Linked DNA regions of Astyanax mexicanus: region 1 is linked to region 2. A link is a contact called in public Hi-C data. All regions are on one chromosome and are shown on one strand. The core of a region is the stretch at or near the end of the contact, and the rest is flanking DNA. Distances in the headings are between cores, read along the strand shown.

Region 1 (3,299 bases), core at 531-3,030, 78 kb after region 2:
ATTTTTTTGTATTGAACATTTAATAATCCCCCAAATACAAGGTATTTATTCAGGCTCGTAAAGTCTGCAGTTCTGTAAGCACAAGTTTATTTGACTTCAGCAGCTTAAATTTACTTGTCAGAACAATTGGACTGTGTTGTTTTGGTGCTTCAGCTGAAATGGAAAAAAGTCTGTGGTTTTTAATGCCTAGTTTCAATAGTGTAAACACTTGTGCCGATAATAAGATAATATCCATAATATCCCGTTAACATTACGAGGCTGAATGCAGCAAAAATAGGCTAACTATATTTCCAGCTAGTTGTAGTCAGGTCGTTTGGATCAGTGATGCAAACATATGACAATTACTGTATTTTTTGCACTATATGGTGCACTTAAAATCCTTTCGACAGTGTGCCTTTTAATCTGCTGCGCCTTATGTATGAATTTTACCAGTCAGGTATTAAGTAGCAGTAAATCCACTGAAGTACAGTGTTTTAAAGGAGTTTTAATGAAGTTTCTCCAGCGCCGAGGAGCAGTATTAGCATTAGCTGCTAAGCGCAGCGCTAGCTCTTTCGCTAGCTCTGTGTTTACCACGTTAAAACAAGCCAGCTGGGACAAACGGTTGGCTAATATCGCCCTGGCTTACCAGAACTCTTAGGGTTCCTCAGCGCTATTGAGCGGCATTCACTAAGTTTACTAACTTACTGTAAATAAATGGAAGAGAAATCTGTGTAGATTAACATCCAGCGCTCGTTTGACTTGAAGAAAAAAAATATAGATATTTGTTTCAAGAATTACAGATTTCTTTACTTAGGCACCTTATAATCATTATATATAAAAACAGACCAGAAAATAGATAAGTTAGTTCAGATAATTTCAGAAGATAATTTATATTATTTAATTCAGGCTGAAGTAGCTACTGCTGTGGACATTGATTATAAAGTAGCTAGATATGCTAACCCAGCATTCATATAGTCTATTGAACTTTATTTACAGCTATTTACTCTAGCATTGCTACCCAGCTAGCTAATTTTATTTCTTTGTATTAATCTTCTCTTAATATTTACTGTATTGAGTTATCATACAAAATGACTGCAATTATTTTTGCTGACCTCAATATTGCATATTATATTTTTCTTAGCAAGAAGAGCCTAGTAATGGTAATGAGCCGGTATGTTGACTTTGTCTTTAAACATAATTATTTTGTTTTAGGTGTTTTTATATTTTAAAAAATTTATTCCAATTTCAATACAATGTCTAAATATTCATATTCCCATAATTAGCAAGTCAGCGTTGTCTTAGGGGGTTTAATTACATTATTGATTTGCTATTATATTAGAATTATATCTGTGGCTACAGTGTTTTATAATAACAATATAATTTATCACAATTATTTCTAGGAAAATATATTGTCCACACAAAAACAATGGTATGCCATTTATAAAGCAAGTTCTCAGAGTTTGTATTATCAAAGTGTAATTGTTATAGTTTTAAGGAGACCACTAATCTTTTTAAACCCGCTTTTTGACTTTTCCCAGCTGCCTGAAATGAGACCATCCTCTGCGTTTCTCATGGACTGAGCTCTGCAGTGGGTGAAAGGATGTGAATCTCTCCCTTGTTCACTGTTCCTGGGATGTGTCCAGCTCCACGGGCGTGTGAGGGAGACGCTGATGGATGAAATGATGGAGGAGTCGAGGGAACAGTCGGGGGGGAGTGGAGAGGAGGAGGAGACTGAGCCGGGTTTGTTGACTGAAATAGTCCAGGTCGGCGTGGACGCTGAATCAGGTGGAGATGGGGAGATAGCACCTGCTGATTGGCTGGAACCACTGGATGAGGAATGTGGCGAGGCTGGGAAAGAAGGTGTGCAGAATGGCAGCAGCGAGCAACAAGGCGGCAGAAGGAAAAGAGGAGGATGGTATGTAGTTTTTTTATTGGTTTAAAATCAAGAAAATATTTGATGCAGTGTGTTTTATTATTTACATTATCAATACAGGGAATTCTGGATATATGTTTTGTTAAAAAATGCAATTTTCAGTGCTATACACATACTTACCGCACGTCCTGGAAAATCTCCAAAACATAAAAAATTGTGTCTGGTGGTGCAAATTCTAAACTTGCAAAAAGATTGGTGTCAGACCGTGGTTTTATTTCATTAGGTGTTGTGTTTAAACACCGCCCACTCTATATCGTTGTTGTATTCTGTCGTTAGATCCCACTATTTTAAATGCATTAAAAAATTATTTTATAGATATAATTGTTTTGTTATGCTATGAGAAGTTTCCACAAATTAGTTTTAAACAATTGTAATACCCTGCTTACAATATTGTAATATATCATGATATATTGAATCCTAAGCCGTGCATTATGATTAGGGCCACATTGATTAGTTGACATAATTGACAGTATTGATTATAAAAATTGGACTAAGTGGACTAATCATTCATCTTTAACAGAACTGCAATACACCGTATAACCACACTACAAGTGGTGGGCACAGAAATGCAATAGGGAGGCTTAAAGACTGCTCACTTCACATTCAGCCTGGTCACCAAAAGTGACAGACACAATAGAATAGATTGCATATTTTCTCACCAAATATCAGAACATTTTACATTTAAACATCTTCTGTCTGCTGTTTCTTTTTTTTATCTTTAAATGGCAAAGAAAGCTAAGAACAGAAGTTGTACTCACAGGAAACAGAAATAATCATTAGTTACAGCCCAATATTACAATATATTGCAATGTATTAAAATATAACCCCTGTATCATAATGTGTATAATATAGGTTATTGCCAATACAAAGCCCTACTGAAGTTGCAGGACTACTAAAACCAGCTCAACATCTAAGAGTTTTGCTTGTCTCACCCAGGCGGAAAAGAAAAGGAGGAAGGCGGAAGGTCCTTTTGACTGATGATTGGATAGACTGTTCTGAACTGGGCAAAGGCTGGAAGAAAAAAATCATTCATCTGCGCAGCACTTCTGACATACCCAAACAAACCATGAACTACATGAGGTAGAGGAAAGCTGAGTAAATCATTTAGGAAAAGATAAACTGAAGACGTTAAATTCTCACACTCTTCCTCTTTCTCTCTCTCTCATGCTTCTGCAGTCCAAACGGCTTCCGCATCAGGAGTAAAATAAACCTTAAGAAACGCGTGAAGGTCGACGTGACTAACTTTGACTTCCATAAAGGAATATTTGTGGATGATCTTGTCAAACCAAAGGTAACGGCTGCAAAATTAATCACAGTGTTGCTGTGATTAATTTGAGTTTTTTTTTATATAGATTGACCCACAATCTTTTTGCGTTTTTAATTGTAG
Region 2 (3,076 bases), core at 553-3,052:
TTCTGCTCTACCAGTAGAGAATCTGTTATGAACATGTGTATATTGTTTTGATTCTGCCTCTCAGACAGCCTGATTTATTTCACAACAGTCTGCCACTGATTATAAAAGGATGATGAAACTTTAGACAGAATTGCTCCTATTATAACCCCCACCCCTCATCTGTCGCATTTTCCTCACAGTTTCCTCCTTCAGCTCAGGTGATAACAAATCCATGAGCTCATTTTATAAACATTTATGATGCTAAAACCGGCTGAGTTGCATCAGTGAAAGTACTAAACGTGTTAATGCGGGGAGACTCCAGAAACAAGACCCAGCCGCAACCGCTGAAGTAAACAAGCCGCGCTGGTCATCATCCTATTGGCGCGGACAGAATAAGCCCCGCCCAGGCTGAACGACTATTGGATAACTCCGCTGTCAGGCAACCTCGGGTGATCAGACGTCTCTAGGTAACAACGTCACGTCGGGGGTTTTCCCACTCCGGCGCTGAGCTCAGGCCACAGATAGTTTATGGCGAGACTGCCCACTATCCCGTAATCTAACCTGTTATATCAGCACGAGACTGAGAACCGCTAGAGAGAGCCCGCGAGCGAGTCCTCAATAAATGAGAGTAAATGGAGTTAAAGGGCAGTTGGGGTTGGATCTTTGCCTGCCGGGAGACGGGCGGCAGTGGTGGGTCTGCAGTGCCAGGCACGTACCCGGCAGTACTAAAAACTGACAGCTGGGCTAAAAACTCAAAATTACAATATAATACATTTATCTGGGATATTTCTTTAATTTTAGAAAGTAGATTAGAAAGTATTAAGCTATTAAATCCAATATACGGAGCCCCTAAGGTGACATTATGTAAAAATAAATAAATAAATAAATATATGTATATATATATATATATATACATATATTAATAATGCATGCCCACAACTAAATAAGGCGTTGGAATGAGATCCTAAGGCGTGGAAATGAGATGATTAAGGCATGGCCACAAATAATTAAGGCGCGGGAAGGAGATCCTAAGGTGTGGGAATGAGATAATTAAGGCATGGCCACAACTTATTAAGGTCTTCAGTAGGTACATCATATTTAACACAGTACTTAAGTAGAGTAGCTAGTGAAGTAGTTCTACTTCAATCGTCAAGTGAAAAACATCAACATTGTGTTCAAGAATCCTTGAATACTACTATACTATTATACTGTACACCTCTGGTTTTAAAAGGTGTATAACTCCATGTAGCTTGCCATCAGCTGCCAGAGCTCCAAGAGAGCACAGTTTTGGTCACAGCTTTGGTCTCTCTGGGTGGGTACAGTAGATGGCGCTCTTTCCCCTCATCACTCCTAGGGTGATGTCAATCAGCACAAGGCTGCGTCTGTGAGCTGATGTATCAGAACCGAGTCGCTGCGCTTTCCTCCGAGTGTGCTGTGATGCTACTTGGCAGTTGGAAAAGAGGCGGGGTTTCTGACTTCACATACGTATGTGCTGGTCTTTTCCCTCCTTGTATTGTGGCATCACAAGTGATGTGGATATGCAGCTGAGTAGGGAAAGTTGGCCTAGCAAAATTGGGATAAAAAATTATTTATAAACTTTAAAATGATGCCTGCCGTACTGAAAGATTTTGATATTGCTCTGTGTTGATAAAATTAGTAATATTTGTATTGTTTAATTTATAAAATATACACTGTATGAACTCATTCATTTTTTCTGACTACTCGTGAGTGCCCTCTGCTGATTGGACGAACAGAACTGAAGACGTTGATATGTGGGTGTTCTCCTCTGTAGAGACTCTGTGGCTCTCCATCCCCTGCGCGGACCTCAGGCTGGAGCTGAGTAACGGGTGCAGGGCACGAGCTGTTCGGACGGACTGCGGGGGCTTTAGTGCGCTAGTTTATCGGTGTTTTAGCGGGTAAATAGAGCGAAATCGGCTGTCAGTGCGAGATAAACTACTTACACAGACTGTAGGCGCGTGTTTTAGCTTGTAGATGCATAGCTGATGACAGATATCGACCTGTTATTTCTCTTTTTTTAATTGTCTTGTCTTGTTTTACCGGGGCGTGATTCATACAAACAATCTGTTTACTCAGTTTTAGCTACGTACTACTAACAGACTAAAAACAATTAAAACTCTCTGTTTAAGCGCTTTTATTTAGTTAGACAGTTATAAAAGGCTGTATAACTCGCGTGTATATTGAGTAAGGTCAGTATCAGTGTGCAGGGAGAGTTTTATATGAGCTGTATTGGGATTATTTTTGTAGTTAGTGTTCTGGAGGCAGCAGCAGTAGTAGTATTAGTAGTAAGAGGAGGCTCCGCTGTGTTTAGAGATGTCTAGCCTGTCTGTGGCAGCAGGGCAGGAGCAGGGGGAAGGACAGGGGTATCTCCAGGCTCCAGCAGCGCAGAAGAGCATCAGTCAGGTCGTGGTTCCCGGGCAGCAGCAGCCCCAGACCGTGTTCGTGATTTTGGATTCCTCCGCTGAGTCTCTGAATCTCATCAGGTGAGTCTCTGAGTGTATCATCTATCTGTCTGTACCATCTCTATACCCACTATACCCACATCCTGCATGCTGCTGCATGTTGTTGATTGTTGATTTTATATATTTTTTCTATTTAACGTTTTATTTGGTTTCAAAGTAATTGCAATATACAGGAAAATCGTACATTAATTAATTTTCCCAAACTGATTTTATCATTTTTTTATCAAATTCCTGAACCATCCCTTTAATAGCAAATAACATTAAATAAAACATTAATGCATATATTTTAAAAGAAAACTCCAGTGTGAAATCGACTTGGGATGTAAAGTTAATAAAATATTCTCAAATATAAAGGATAGGTTGAGTTTTTGGTGTGTTGTTTCCGTGATTTGAAAGTGAAACTAATGTCAGTGAGTCAGTAGCTTTATCTGGTCTAGTGTTAAAGACAGTGAACAGCTGGTGTGCATGGATACTGCTGAACATGTTCCAGTCTGGTTATATTCTGTTGTTAGTAACTAAAAGTGAAAATAATACTGCAGTAGATACAGATACAGAATTTTAGTACTTCTACTTCGTTATTGTATTATACATCTCTGGTTTTACATCTCAGGTGAGTC

Evidence for each region. Hi-C and Micro-C count contacts between places; a contact is called where the count stands out from the background.
Region 1: a contact with region 2 is called in a Hi-C map of blood, with 4 times the contacts expected there. The contact joins the enhancer-like site here to the promoter of tfe3a in region 2. A contact is called at or near these places in 2 of 3 Hi-C or Micro-C datasets (blood and muscle).

The regions. Positions count from the first base shown.
Region 1 is chr12:4,310,656-4,313,954 of AstMex3_surface, forward strand. It overlaps mbd1a (methyl-CpG binding domain protein 1a), which reads left to right. Exons shown (of 17, transcript XM_007245826.3): 2 at 1,518-1,894; 3 at 2,849-2,992; 4 at 3,089-3,203. The coding sequence starts at 1,650. Among protein-coding and RNA genes, the nearest start is that of mbd1a, 7.3 kb to the left of the region's middle. Within about 2 kb of position 1,781, the one cell type or tissue checked has an H3K27ac peak away from gene starts, as active enhancers do.
Region 2 is chr12:4,232,784-4,235,859 of AstMex3_surface, forward strand. It overlaps tfe3a (transcription factor binding to IGHM enhancer 3a), which reads left to right and starts at 1,803. Exons shown (of 10, transcript XM_007245831.4): 1 at 1,803-2,480. The coding sequence starts at 2,311.